Regions from separate parts of the Mus musculus genome. Here regions 1, 2, 3 and 5 are each linked to region 4. A link is a contact called in public Hi-C, HiChIP or PLAC-seq and Micro-C data. All regions are on one chromosome and are shown on one strand. The core of a region is the stretch at or near the end of the contact, and the rest is flanking DNA. Distances in the headings are between cores, read along the strand shown.

Region 1 (2,700 bases), core at 104-2,603, 200 kb after region 4:
GTCGTATACGGTTCCACACAATTCTCAAGTCAGGGCAGTTATAAACATGGCCCACCATACCACATCATCTGCAAAAGTCACAAGATTTTTCAAAACCAATTTCTGGGTAGATCAGACTCAGTGATCTCAGTTTTCGATGGTTTCTGACTCGAAAGTCTGAGCTTCAATAAAAACAATTCTTTGGTTTTAATCTTCCTGGATAAATATGAACATCTATCAGTTTCAGACTTAATCCAATTAAGTAAAACTACTGTTAATGGCCAGGGAGACAGCTTAGTAGTTAAAATAGCAACCCCTCTTGCAGAGGACTTGGATCCAGCTCAAGCACCCACAGCAGGCAGCTTGCAAATACCTGTAACCATGGCTGCACACAATCTGATGCCTCTGACTTCTGAGGGCACCCAGACTGGTTTGCATAGACCTACAGGCAGACATACACATACACATAATGGAAAACAATAAAATAAGATGAATTTAATTTTGTATTTTAAAGCTAGATGAGTATTAAGTTCTTCGTGTTACTAACACTCTGGAGACTGGGAGGCCTGTGGACTGCCCTGTCAAGGTCACTTTAATGAGAAAAGAGGAAGATCTATGCCATGGCCACGTATAATCCTGCTGGGGACATTTAAAGTAGTATTTGTTTCATAGTCATTTCCCACCCATCTCCCTCACCCCACCCCCAATATTCAAACATATGCTCAGAGCTTTCAGGAAGGAAGGAAGACTACCCAGGAGGTACAAAATGAGCATGATTCAAATGTTTTGTCAGCTGGAGTCCTAGCCAGCAACCAATTTTCACAAACTCTTGTGCGTTATTCAAATTATCATAATATTATTCAAATAATCATAACACAGCATTGGGTCTTTGACCTATTAATTATCCTTTCATCCGTTCCGTCCCTGCTGCCGAGTTAATTAGTCAGATGGCGGGGTCTCTGCTTTATGTACATTATCTCAACGACAGAAAGCCACAAAGTTGTATCAAGAACTGCGGTGTTAGAGCCATCCTTTTCCGTCCTAATAATCATGCATGCAAATTATTTTTTAATCTTTTTCTTCTAGATAATAGCCTTGCTATTCAGAGGAGAGCCAGAATCCTTCATCTCTTTGCCACTGTGTGTGTTGAAGAAGAAATAAGTGGCGACTAGCCACCCGACACCCCAGATTGCATCCTGGCCCAGTTTTCCTCTCCTTGAAAGAGAGGAAATCGCTCCTTAGACAAGTAGAATTCTCTTTATCCTGTCCTTTCTGCCCCAAAGCCATGATTGAGTGTCTTTGATTGACACTGCTGGTGGGATCTGACCCTGTCTTCTGCTATACCAACACTATGGGCTCATCAGTCAGAAACCCAATCTCTAGCAGCTCACAAAGGGACTTCTTAAAATTCCTTTCTCATGTAACATGGAGCTCACCCTGTGACATCAGCCTCAGTAAGGAAACAAACAACAAACCACATATCTCTTGTCAGAAGTGCTGTACAGCTACTATTTTCTATTACATATGTCTAGATTTTTCTGTCAAAGTTTTTGTTTATTTTAGAGTATAAGAGTCCTTTTCAGATTGACAAGTGAGACTATTTTAGCAAATGTAACATTGAAGTTGGCATATCTTCATTTCCTGTTTTATCATCAGGAGATCAGTGAGACGAAACTGTTTCAAAGAGGGGAGGAGTGATACAGTGCATTTTCCCTCAGTGGTGAAATTAAGAAGTCACTTAGGAAATGAAGACACCCAGGGGTTCACTGATGCCAAGAAGGCACATGGCTTCTGGGAATGATGCTACAACCAAGATGCTGGGACCTCTAGCTGAAGACTGTCTTACAGAGTAGGCTACCCAGGGAGCTGGGGCCAAGCAGAAATGTAACCAGAATGGAAAACCACCCCACAAGGAAAAAATAGAAGGGAAGAAATACCCTGGCTTCTTCCTCCTGGCTAATCTCTCACCAAAATTTCACCAGTGGAATTATCTAGAAGCTATGTATAAGAAACCATGAACACAGCTATTGTGCAGAAGGGTTCTAGATAGATCCAGGAGTTGTATCTATCTGCTCTTGTGATGATAGTGAGAGCTGTATCATTAACACCAATCAAAATGCATATGATGGATATGCAAGGTCCATCTACAAGAGCATGTGAATTTAGCCTTACTCACCTAGAACTGACAAAACTTACAAGTGTACACCAATCTAAACAAGTCCAAAGTACACTGGCCAAGTTAATAGAATAAATAAAACCACCCAGGAAAACAATAACTTTTAGTACAGTAGTACTTATTCAGGGGTGCAGGACAAACAGTGCTCCAAAGAGCACATCAGATATTTCCATATGCTTCTTTACAGAGCAAAATCAGATATGGTCAACACTTTGCTCATGTCATTTAAGGCCTTGAGATCAGGTCTTCTGGATCATCTCAGGAGGCTCAGTTTAGTCATATGAGTCATTGAAAATCAGAGAGCCTTTGCTGGATGCATTGAGAAGCAAGAGGGTGCAAGTAGTGTCAGAGAGGGAAGAAAGGGTCTCTACTGAGATTTTCTGATTCTAAAAACCTTGAAAGGGAGCCAGGAGTCAAAAGGTATGGTTAGTGTCCCGAAGCTGGAAGATGTCCCAGAACCTTTCTGGCACCTTATCTGCTATTCTTCATCAATGTTTCCCCTCCCCCAACTGGATGCTTCACAAGTGTGTTGCTATTCTCCATTT
Region 2 (2,700 bases), core at 178-2,677, 130 kb after region 4:
ACACATCACAGCTGTGGTTATTTGCATAAGGTCTACACAAGATTGGGCCTGTCGGCAGCACTTGAATCTGGGAAGGGCCTCCTTTGAAGAGCTATTGGCAGTTACCAGTTGGTGGGAGAAAGCGTGCCATTTTCTTCTGTGGTATAGTTGACCGAGATCCAGTCAAAAACCTCTTACCCATACTCACGTGAGAAACCCTAGTGAAGTTCAGCTGGTCACATGCAAAAGGAAGATGAGAGGGTGAGGGGGACTTCTGGGGAAGAAGGGTTTTAAGGAAAGAGGTAAGATGTGGGAGGGAGGGGAGAGAAGGGGATGAAGGGTAACTATAACTGAAATTCCTTATGTCCATGTATGAAACTATCTAACAAAAGATAAAAGAATAAAAAGGAAGAGAGGAAAGGAGGGCTGTCTTTAGTGGTTGGAAAAACAGGTTAAACACACTCTGGCAGCTCCAAACCCAACTCTTACTTTCCAGCTCTCACCTTGTTACTACTCCTTGCTCACAGTCTTAAAGCCTTTGCTACAGTTGTTCCTAGAACAGCAACACATGCTAACTGACTCTGAAGGTTCTAGTTCAGTGGTTCTCAACATCCCCCTTTCATACCGTTCCTTCTGTTGTAGTGACCCCAACCATAGTGTTACTTTGTTCCTACTTCATAACTGTAATTTTGTTATTGTTATGAGTCATAATGTAAGTATCTGATAGGCAGGATATCTGATAGGTGACCCCCAAAGCGGTCAAGCTCTATAGGTTGAAAATTGCTGCTCTAATTTATCATTTTAATTCATACATTTTAGCCAGATATCATTCAGATAAAAATTTTACTGCAGGGAAAAAACAATTCCATGGGCATGACTTGTTCTGGAACCTTCTTTTTCCTTCAACCCCTATTTGCATCATCACCATCATAATTTTATGTTTAAAAAATAATAGTATTACAGACACACAAAAGTTGGACTACAGCGCTGTAGAGAGATATTCTGAGTGCAGAATGAACATTTTAACCACTGTGATCACCCTTAACAGTGATACTTAAAAAGACAGAATTGTTCATTTGTCAAGGTTATTTTAAGGATGAAAATTCTCATATAAATACATTTGGTATACAGGATGCAAAATTATCTTTCTGAAGCATAAAAATGAAAAAAGGTTAGTGTTACAAATAGTTCTTTGCTTTTCAGCTACACAGGGTGCTGATTGATTTACATAGTTGTTGCAATTAATACCTTTGAAAAAAATGTTTCCAAGAGACAGGGCATGTTAGTCTGCTTTTTGTTGCTATGACAAAAATGATTTGAAAATCAACCCTCAGAATGCCTGTAAAAACCAAAGTGGAAACAGGCTCCCTGTTTCAGAGATTTTACTCCATGGCTCTGTGGTCCCCATCTCTGTGGACACGAGACAAGGCTGAACCTCATGATTGAGAATGAGTAATAGAAGCTCAAGTGCCTACCTTGTGACTCATGGTGACCAGAAAGGAGAGATGGGGAGAGAGAGAGAAAATGGGGTAAACTTCTAGAGTAAGATTCCAGGAACACACTTTGTTTAAGTAAGTAACAGGCCTCAGAATCCAATGGCACCAAATTATAAGCCCATCGATGGATGAACACACTGACCAGGTCAGAGGCCTCACGATCCAGACACCACCATAAAGGCTTACGAGCTGGCAACCGAGCCTTGAGCATATGGCCTGTGAGTGATCATTTGGAACTAAACTACTATAGTGGACAAACACAAAATGTCCTTGTTTGTATCAGGTTTGATTACAAATGACCGATGCCCACAAATAGTGGTTGAAACAAAGAAAAGTTGATTTTTTTTCTTTACAAAGAATTCTAAATGTAGGTATCACCTGAGAAATGAGTATAGCCACCAAGGTCCTGTTTTGTTTTCATTTTGTTTTTAGCTGTATTGGCTTTAGCTATCATATCTGCTTCTGAGCTCTAAGATGAGAAACTGTAGGGCCAGGGAAAGGAGTCAGGGAATAAAGGGTGTACTGCTCAAGCGTTGGGATCCAAGCTCAGATCCCAAGTACCCATGTAAAGGCTGCGTAGAGTGTCTACATCCCTAGTGACTATACAGGCAGGTACCTGACACTTGCTAACCACCCACTCTATTTAATTGGTATGCTCTGGGCTCAATGACAACTGACTCAATAATAAGATGAAATGAAATGGAGGAAGATACACAATGTTGATCTCTGGCCTCTACCTACATGTGTAGGTACCACTCACAACACACACACAAATATAGTTGAAACAAAAGCAAAACCCCAAGATATATAGTTGGTATTAAAGGAATAATCAGGGTTAGGACAGGTGAATAGAGAGCTGGAGAGACCGGTGGATTAACAAAGCTAAGGCTATCGGAAAAGGCTTTATAGAAACCCACTAAGTAGTAAGCTAATTTCAGAATACAATTTTTTCAAAAATTTGAATGTCTTTCTGTCTTGTATAGGTGGACCATCCTGTTCTTTGATGACGTTGATTACTAGACAAAAATCAAAGAGCCAGAAATGGGATATCTTGCTATGAATTATTGGTCAGGGGGCCTAGAAATCTCTTGAACAACAGAGCCTACTGCCAGTACTTTTCACTATGCACTGTAGCTACACATTAAGAGCTCATTGCTGAAGACACCATTCACTTTGAATGCAGAACATAGAGAAATCACGGTGAATACGTCAATAACTTCCTCTC
Region 3 (2,700 bases), core at 1-2,500, 160 kb after region 4:
TCACCGTAGTCCTTAAATTCTATCAGTATTCTTGACTATACAGCATAGTTAGAATGCACCTAGCACACAACCAGCTCCCCTGCAATATATCCCAAATGTTTTCTTTTAAAATTCAGTCCAGGTTTTCTGAAATTGAAATTCACATGCAACTCATTTGTAGGATTGAACATACATCTTATAGTACACACTGGCATTAAATTGAAATGTGAAGGATGAGAAGTCATTTGCGTGGGCAGGAAGCCAAATCATTCCTGGAGTTCTGCATGCAGGCAATAATTTACATCGACAGGTAGAAAACATGTTATGTGCTCTTGGTACAATGATACCGCAAAGCCTGGCCATGACTCATAACTCAGCTAGCATTTATAAATGCTCAAAAAATGTGGGAAAATGGATGAAAACTTGTTCTTGTCTGAACTCAAAGGCAACGGAGTCCTTGGGATCTGACAAGAGAATAAAGGAACAGGAGCAAAATAGAGGATGGGTAGGTAGATAGATAGATAGATAGATAGATAGATAGATAGATAGATAGATAGATAGATAGATAGATAAGGCCAGGCAGGCAGACAGACAGACAGAAAGACAGAAAGACAGACAGAGTTAGTGAGTGAGCTTTGGGTTTTATTTTCTATCATTTCTGGAATCATTCAGGACTTGAAAGAAGAGTTAGTGACATCTGTTATTGTATTCTTTGCCTCATTAATTTAAGATAATGTAATTGTTACTATTGTTAATCACTGTGATCAGCTCTAATGTTTTTTTCATCTCCTTCCTATTTTCTTTGAAATTGTTGACTGTGAACTAAAGAGCTTCAATATAAGCATTTCCCTTAAAATTAGTGACATTTGTTTTCTGTTAACAGCTGGTGGGAGCAGGCTAGACAGAGGGGAATAAAAGGACAAGCCACAGTCAGTGGCCTGCCTAATGCCAGCATAGTCAAAATTCCAAGACAATGATGACTATAGCCTTACGGTGAATAGCTCTTTTCCAGGGACAAATCGTATTAGTTTTTCATTTTCTTGAATAACAATTGATCTTTTCTTCCCTTGAACTTGTCCTATCTCCCCCCAAAGCCCTTTTATACAACATTTTTGGGGGGAGAGGAAATAAACAAACAAACAAACAAACAGTAAAGGACTTCAACCTTCAGTTCAGTTAACCAACAAACAAACAAAAGCAGCAACTGAGCATGCCTAGACTGCCTTCCCCAACCAGCTGTGCCCTGTTGGGCACACTGCAAAGATGCTGCCTTCTTTCTCAGTCACTGTGTGCACCCACCAGCTGTCCTACTGGGTCCCAGTGTGCACTACAAAGTGAAATCAGGAATGTTCTGCTTTGTTGTGATAACAAAGTTTGAGCTGCTGGTGGATCAAGCTGTTTCTCTCCAGACACTTAGCTCAAAAGATCTGGGTTTCTGGACAGTCCATCTTGTTCTTGTTTTCTTGGCAGTGCTCACAGCAGCCCTCCTGTGACTAGGGCAAAGTTTAAATCTTGAATTGGGAAGAGTCGGGGGCAAGTTCCCACAGGTGGTACTGTTCAAATAGTCGCATAAAGTGCTTCCTTTGTCGTTAAAACCAACCCTGTAATCTGTCCCAAGTGAAATGGGGCATTGTTTCAGAAACACCAAAGTAGATGGCTGTGTTAACAGGACAAAGGGAACTTTGTGTGATGAGGCAATTGTTGAACAAACTTGGTAAACAGTAACCTGTGAATAATATGAAAACCTCAAAGCTCAAACACCAGATGTTACTCAATTTTCATTGTGGCTAGGTTTTAACCATCCTTTACAAGGTGTCTGTGAATATGAAAGTCAGAGAGAAAATTATGCTCCTCATCTGAAGTGCACAAAAGGCAAAGAACTTTCTGCATGTTTCAATGTGTCCCTCCATGCTGAGACTGTTCCTGGGGACGCAGTAAGCCCTTCAGTGTTAGGTGTAGTAAGACATAGGATGGAATAAATTCTTGTGCACTGTTATCCCTTAGACAGTATTAATGGCATATCTTAGCTTTCTGAGTGTTATACACACCCCTAATTCCTTCACAAATGTTTGTTGTATATCAAGAAATAGTATCCAGCAAACTCCTAAACTTTTCCAGCCTCAGTTATTCCAGTTACTGTGAGACATGTCAAGACTTCTCTCCACAGCCTATTATTCTCTGTTTATATTAGTACTACATGGAAGTAGTTGAGTAAGATAAATGCCCATTACAACAATTGTTACGTCAACTTAATTCAAAAGGAGGCTGAAGGATTGGCTGTTTTTCCATTTAAATAAGAGTATATCTTCCCCCTTGCTCCTCCATTCTTCCTTTAATTCTGTGAATTCAATGTGGTTTTTTGGATAAGAGTTATCTTCACATTCTCAATCATCTTTTCATATGAAATATATTAGAACAGTTTGCTAGTTTCTGGTAAGATGATTTCAGAGTTAACCCTGGTACCCTTTGAACTGAGATTCTTGCTAATTTAATTTATAGCTAGGTGTCATGACACACCTAAAATCCCGGGCCTTAGGCGGTTGAGACAGGAGGCTTATGTCTGAAGCCAGGCAAAGCTACATAGAGAAAACCTACCCCAAAGTAAAGTAAACTTTTCCATACGCGGTCTCTTATCTCTTTACAGGGAGCTACATTGATTTGTTTGATCTAAACTTCAGACAGTCATAAACCACACTAATATGGGTGAAGACAAACAGCCCT
Region 4 (2,767 bases), core at 179-2,678:
GCAGGGTGTTCTGACCTTGCTGAGGAGAGGACCTGAGTTCAGTTCATAGCACCCACTATGACAGCTCATGACTACTATATATAACTCCACCTCGTGTGTACTCTTCTGGTCCTTGCACACTCTACTCACGCGAAATACCTTCCCATAGAAAAATACTTAAAAAAAAAAGGTCTTTAAAAAAATCAGTGCAACGTGTGATATATTTATTAGGTATTTTTATCCACAAGTAGTTCTGAGTCGGGCTTAGGAAGGCAGACTCTGCCTCTTATCAGCTAGCTTTGCATCACCTATTATGGGATGCTAGAGCACCACCACTGGAAGGCTCTTAGAGGCCAGGTGGTAAACGCAGGCCATGGATCAGCAGCATCAGCATTACCTAGGAGTCTGTAAGAATTTCAAAGCCTGGACCTTACCTTACCCCAGGTTAGAATTTGCATCTTAATGAGATCCCCAGGTGCACATTAAAGTTTCTGAAACACAGCTGTTCAGTTGGTCTGGTTTTCCTTCAGATTTTCAAACAAAAGAAACCGCAGTCCAGAGAGAGCAAGGACAAGAGCCGGGAAGAGAATCTGACCTTTTTATTTTATGGCTTGTGTGTAGGACCATGCACCACCCACCTCCAGCATCCCGATGACAGCCGCAGCCCAGACTACCCCCATCTCAGCTCTGTGAGAGCTTCGGCATTCTTCATCAGGAAGAGAATAGTCTTTCTGAGTCTTCCTCCAGAAACTCCTCCCTCCCTTCTTATTCCCAGTATCCTCTAAGGATACTCAGCTTTCAAAATGCAGACTTCCAAATTTTCGTAATAAAATGAACTAAAAACTCTTTGGGGAGGAAAGTGATTTTCCCGTTGCATTTGTTTACTCTCGGTGAGCTCCTGAGACGGCTAACACACTAGTTGTTAATCACACCATCTGTTCAAACGGCACTGTGGAACCATTACATTCATCCTTTCTTCTTTTTACGGAAAAAAAAATTTCAGAACACTATGTTTGCGTCTGTTTTGCTCCATCACCTGGCAGTGTAGTGTAAGCTAGTTAATCTTTCCAGTTGAAAATAACTTTCAATTGGCAAATACGTATTTTTAATGTTCATATATCACATACACAGACTCCTCCCCCCCCCAAAATGTGTCCTTTGACATTCCAAACATGGAAAACGCTAAAAGAAAAAGAAAATCTGTTACAGACTGTATGCTTGTCAAAGTTTTAAGCATTTGATTATATTTAAATGAAGCATTCAGGACGATGATTTGTCTGACTGACCCGGAAAATATTTTCCCCGTTGGCCCTGAAGATGGCAGTGCTGTGCAGTTTAGAACAGCTCTTCGTTTCCCCCCCCCCCCCCCACCCCCCCGCCTCACCTCCCCCCCTAAGGAATTTCTGGAATGGCAGAAAGTGGGGGAGGATCCACCAGATCTGAACCTTCTAACACTTAGCACAAACCTCTCCTGAACCCTGGGACAATCTGGTTTGTCTTTCAGTCTCTTTGTTTTTGTTTAAGACTGTACCTTATTCGTTTCCTGTTTCCAGTCGCAATAGAAATGGGACTAGTTGAACGATTATTCCCATGTCGCGGGTAGCCAAGGAAGCGACTATAGCTTACCGAGAAGCTGGTTTGCAACAGCCTGCCTTTTTTTTTTTTTTTTCTTTAATTCTAACAAAGGCTTTACCCAAGATAAACTGAATACTAGAGGTTTTGAGAGCCCACTGGGACCACATCTCTGGCAGCCTCCCTCCGTCTCCTAACTCGGGACGCCTGTTGTATCACATTCTTTACATTTTATTAGCAGGGACTAGAAGAGTCGGTTTGGGGCAGCATATACCAAAGGCGGTCTCTTGACCCTGTCATTGTGAGGTGTTGGCGGGGAGAGAGAGGGAAGAGGCGTGTATATGCCTAACTTTGGGGACTCTTAAAATAGGGTTGTTTAACTAGCCAGAAAAGACTTATTGAAAACAAGCACACGAGGGCTCTTATGTGACATTCTGTCACCAATAAACCAGTAGTGCTTATGTCCTCTGAGCCAACTTCCCCCACCCCCACCGTGGCAAATGCCTCAGCAGTATCTAATTTAACCTTCACCACCACTGTCTGAGGCAGACACAACATCCCTTTGCTGGAGGTTTTTGCCTTTATACGTGGAAACTAAGGTCATGAGACTAGATAAAATTGTTGGGCTTTACATTTTGAACTCTAGAATATGCTGAAGCATTCATCGCCTTGAATTTTGGTTCAATGGAGAGATAACAAAATATTAAGCCCTTATCAATGAAGCATATTTGGTACCCACTTAATGATAAAGAAAAGGAGAGGCCAAGGCTCTAGTACGTCATTCTACCAAGGGCTACACAATTGCAGAGAAGCCAAGCCCCCAGGAAACATACCATTTGTTTTGAAAAAAAAAGGGGGGGGGTGGTTCTAGATAGAAGACTGTATGATGTTAGGCATCTTAATCTAGTGCAACATCTTTAAAGATGAGGGCAACTTAAGAATCGTTCCCTATCTTTTTTCAAAATTTCCACTTGGAGTTTTCAAAGTCAAAGTTTCCCCTCCCCCATCCATCTTGTACTACAAAACAACCATCTCTCTCCCCTTGTGGCGCCTCTCCTACCCCCCCTTCCCCACTTCTCTCCTCTCTCCTCCTCTTCTTCTTCTCTCTCTCCCCCCTTCTTTCCCCTTCCCTTCTCCCTCTCTCTGGCTAAGAGTGCAAAGCAGCTGGGGTGGAAGGTGAAAGATAAAAGCACAAGGATAATCTATCTGTTAGTAT
Region 5 (2,700 bases), core at 8-2,507, 180 kb after region 4:
TCCATGTGATAATTTTAGGAGGGGGAACCATGGGGAGATGAGATGATTATGTCATAAAGTCAGAGCCTTCCTGGATATGATTAGTGTCCCAAGGAAAGCTCTTAGGGAGCAGGTTCTTTTGTTCTTCTGCCAAGTGATAACAGAGTTTGAGAAGCCGAGGCTGGGCCCTCACCCCAATGGAGCCTTGAGCTTGGGCCTCTCAACCTCTTGAGCTCGTGAAATAAATTTTCATCCTTTATAAATTACCTAGTTTGAAGTGTTTTGTTTTCAGTTGGTTTTGTATTCTGTCAGTTCTGGTTCCATGATATTCAAGTTGTACTCACAGATGCGTCCATGTTAAGGATTATTCCATGCACTTGGTAAAGTAGTCCTTTCCTGCCTCTCTGACACCATTCATCGCTTTGTGGTTTGGTTCATTACTAAGCTACATCATTTTTCTCATGACTCACGTTAGTGTGGCATGTAATTTAACCTGTTATTTCCAATTTATCTGCTTACTTCATTTTTCTTTCTTACAAATAGGGTAAAGAGATAATTAGGATAAAAAGAATTGGATTTAAAACAAATTTAATCTGGTAATCTCTTGCTCATATTCTTCTGGGCTTATTCATTCTACCATCCATTAAGCCCATCTGATATTTTTTCTTTTAAAAAAAAATCTTAAAATTTGCCTTTTAAAAGTCTCTTGCTGAGCTTTTCATATATGCATTTTAAAAATGCACTCCCCTTTTTTATTCCTCTATAAGGCATTTTATAAAACCATTTTCACTTGCACGGTGCATTTTTATTGGATATTGGCTATTATAATGATGCATCATGAAGAGTCCTGATTACTTTGTGTTTCTTTTGAGAAAGTTCAATTTTGTTCCAGCAACAAATTATTATGTCAACTTTAAGGCTATACTTTATTTGGGGTCTTTTTGTTTGTGTGCTTGTTTATTAGTGTTAGGGTAGGGTTCTTATTCCAGCCACAACTGATTTGTCTGGGGGTCTGTGTATACTCCTTAGTCAGCATTGGAGCTAGAATAGAATTTCAGTATTACCCAGAATCACAGGACTTCCACTGGGTCAGTTCAGCTGTCCGCTGCACAAGAGGCTCTCCAGCTAGTCTTCTTCCTGCACAGCTCCTTGGTGTTTGGTATCCTTTTCTGCTACTTCTAGTCACTTCTGCATCCCATAACTGTAACCTCAGTCTCATCCATTCAGCAAAAATACGTTCTCTCCTTGTCTCCAGCAGCCTATGCCAACTGTTAAGTGTCTCTGGGCAGAAAGCCAGGGCAAATATGGAGCTGAATTTATGTGTTTTTCTTCTCTCAAAGTTCATAAGCCTGTGGTTTCTGTGTTCAATACTGAGAACACTTGCTTTCCCTATCATGTCTTGTTGCTTACGGCAAGGCCTGGCCAGTACAGCCAGAAGCAGAAATTCCTGCCTCCATGTTTAAAAAAATATTAGGAGTTAGCAATTTACATCTGAGGGATTAATGTCCAAAACTTTCATAACATGAATGATGTTTCAAGTTTCAATAAAGTGAAATTTAGGAAACTTAAACAATTAAAAGTATTAAAATAACAATTGACTCCTCTTACAAGATTTTAAGACTACAGTAGAGTATGTAGAGACTTTACTGACCCTGAATCTTCTTGCATTGGATTGAAAATTCTATCTACCATTCTGAGAGAAAGGTCTTAATGAGGGTCTCCAAAAACCCAGAGCATGAGACTAGGTCTTGAGGATTAGATTACAGATAGCAAATGTGGACTTATTCTTGGGACACAGGATGATGTAATATGAACGATGCAAAGGAAAAGGCAGCTGCTGTGAAGGCTGTGTCTGTGGTAGCTACAAGCCCCATTTTGGAAGAAAACTATCTGGTATTGCTGCTGCTTTGGCTGTTTTCTCCTCAGTGGTCCAGAGCACTGAAGTCTCAAAAGAAGGCTACTAGAAGTTGGCTGCGGTGATTTGAATAAGAATTGCCCCATAGGCTCCTGTAGTCACCAGGAAGTGGCACTATTTGAACAAAAAGTTAGAAGAACTAGAAAGTGTGGTGTGTTGAAGTAGATATGGCCTTGTTGGAGGAAGTATGTCACTGGAGGTGGCCTTTGAGGTTCCAAAAGTCCATGCCAGGCACATTCTCTCTCTGCCTCTCTGCCTGCACAGCAGGATGTATCTCTCAGCTACTGCTTCATGAGTGCTGCCATACCCCTGACCCCCATGATGATAATGGATTAACCCTCTGAAACTGTAAGCTAGCCCCAATTAATTGCTGTCCTTTATAAGAACTGTGTGGTCATGGTGTCTCTTCACAGCAGTAAACAGTCACTAAGTCAGAGGGTCTCACATAAAAGCAAAAGTGATATATACCCGAAAGGGTATAAAAAATCTCAATATGCCAACATGAAAGACACTTTCTAAAAGTTACCACGACATCTCCAAAAGTTCATAACTGTTGAAAAGTGAAGTCCAAAGATATTAAAATGGTTGAAATGCTAGGCAAATATTTTTAAAAGATAATTTCAATGATAATTTTAAACAGGGTACAAATAGCTTGATGAATGATGTAAGGAGAACAATATGAGATATAAAGAGAAAGTGAATATGAGATAGAAAATTTAAACAAATGACAAATAACAACAGCAAAACAAATAGAAGTCTTTGAAATGAAAATCTCAGTAAATCAAAATAGACTCAAAGCAAAGACT

Evidence for each region. Hi-C and Micro-C count contacts between places; a contact is called where the count stands out from the background. HiChIP or PLAC-seq counts read pairs in DNA pulled down with a chosen protein or histone mark.
Region 1: a Hi-C map of the N1E-115 cell line shows a contact between it and region 4, with 2.6 times the contacts expected there. The contact joins two enhancer-like sites. A contact is called at or near these places in 4 of 484 Hi-C or Micro-C datasets (the N1E-115 cell line, embryonic fibroblasts and nephron progenitors) and 5 of 115 datasets of contacts at active chromatin or transcription factors (bone marrow-derived macrophages, embryonic stem cells, extraembryonic endoderm stem cells and 1 more).
Region 2: a Micro-C map of muscle stem cells shows a contact between it and region 4, with 4 times the contacts expected there. The contact joins two enhancer-like sites. A contact is called at or near these places in 3 of 39 promoter capture datasets (the 3T3-L1 cell line and liver), 9 of 484 Hi-C or Micro-C datasets (the HPC-7 cell line, Sertoli cells, cumulus cells and 6 more) and 4 of 115 datasets of contacts at active chromatin or transcription factors (embryonic stem cells and heart atrium).
Region 3: a contact with region 4 is called in an H3K27ac HiChIP or PLAC-seq map of stem cell-derived epiblast-like cells, with 6 times the contacts expected there. The contact joins two enhancer-like sites. A contact is called at or near these places in 7 of 484 Hi-C or Micro-C datasets (the HPC-7 cell line, bone marrow-derived macrophages, embryonic fibroblasts and 4 more), 7 of 115 datasets of contacts at active chromatin or transcription factors (embryonic stem cells, fibro-adipogenic progenitors, heart atrium and 2 more) and 1 of 9 other capture datasets (embryonic stem cells).
Region 5: a contact with region 4 is called in a Hi-C map of the C2C12 cell line, with 6 times the contacts expected there. The contact joins two enhancer-like sites. A contact is called at or near these places in 3 of 484 Hi-C or Micro-C datasets (the C2C12 cell line, embryonic fibroblasts and nephron progenitors), 4 of 115 datasets of contacts at active chromatin or transcription factors (bone marrow-derived macrophages, embryonic stem cells and fibro-adipogenic progenitors) and 1 of 9 other capture datasets (embryonic stem cells).

Annotation. Positions count from the first base shown.
Region 1 is chr2:61,197,819-61,200,518 of GRCm38.p6, reverse strand. No RefSeq gene overlaps it. Among named protein-coding and RNA genes, the nearest start is that of Gm39833, 72 kb to the right of the region's middle. Within about 2 kb of position 1,353, at least 2 of the 459 cell types and tissues checked have an H3K27ac peak or open chromatin away from gene starts, as enhancers often do. A contact at or near this core is called in the N1E-115 cell line, where this site is marked.
Region 2 is chr2:61,266,643-61,269,342 of GRCm38.p6, reverse strand. No RefSeq gene overlaps it. Among named protein-coding and RNA genes, the nearest start is that of Gm26422, 12 kb to the left of the region's middle. Within about 2 kb of position 1,427, at least 29 of the 459 cell types and tissues checked have an H3K27ac peak or open chromatin away from gene starts, as enhancers often do. A contact at or near this core is called in muscle stem cells, where this site is marked.
Region 3 is chr2:61,245,726-61,248,425 of GRCm38.p6, reverse strand. No RefSeq gene overlaps it. Among named protein-coding and RNA genes, the nearest start is that of Gm26422, 33 kb to the left of the region's middle. Within about 2 kb of position 1,250, at least 56 of the 459 cell types and tissues checked have an H3K27ac peak or open chromatin away from gene starts, as enhancers often do. A contact at or near this core is called in embryonic fibroblasts, embryonic stem cells, heart atrium and 2 more, where this site is marked.
Region 4 is chr2:61,400,997-61,403,763 of GRCm38.p6, reverse strand. No RefSeq gene overlaps it. Among named protein-coding and RNA genes, the nearest start is that of Gm39834, 32 kb to the right of the region's middle. Within about 2 kb of position 1,428, at least 177 of the 459 cell types and tissues checked have an H3K27ac peak or open chromatin away from gene starts, as enhancers often do. A contact at or near this core is called in the C2C12 cell line, the N1E-115 cell line, embryonic fibroblasts and 5 more, where this site is marked.
Region 5 is chr2:61,220,453-61,223,152 of GRCm38.p6, reverse strand. No RefSeq gene overlaps it. Among named protein-coding and RNA genes, the nearest start is that of Gm26422, 58 kb to the left of the region's middle. Within about 2 kb of position 1,257, at least 10 of the 459 cell types and tissues checked have an H3K27ac peak or open chromatin away from gene starts, as enhancers often do. A contact at or near this core is called in the C2C12 cell line, where this site is marked.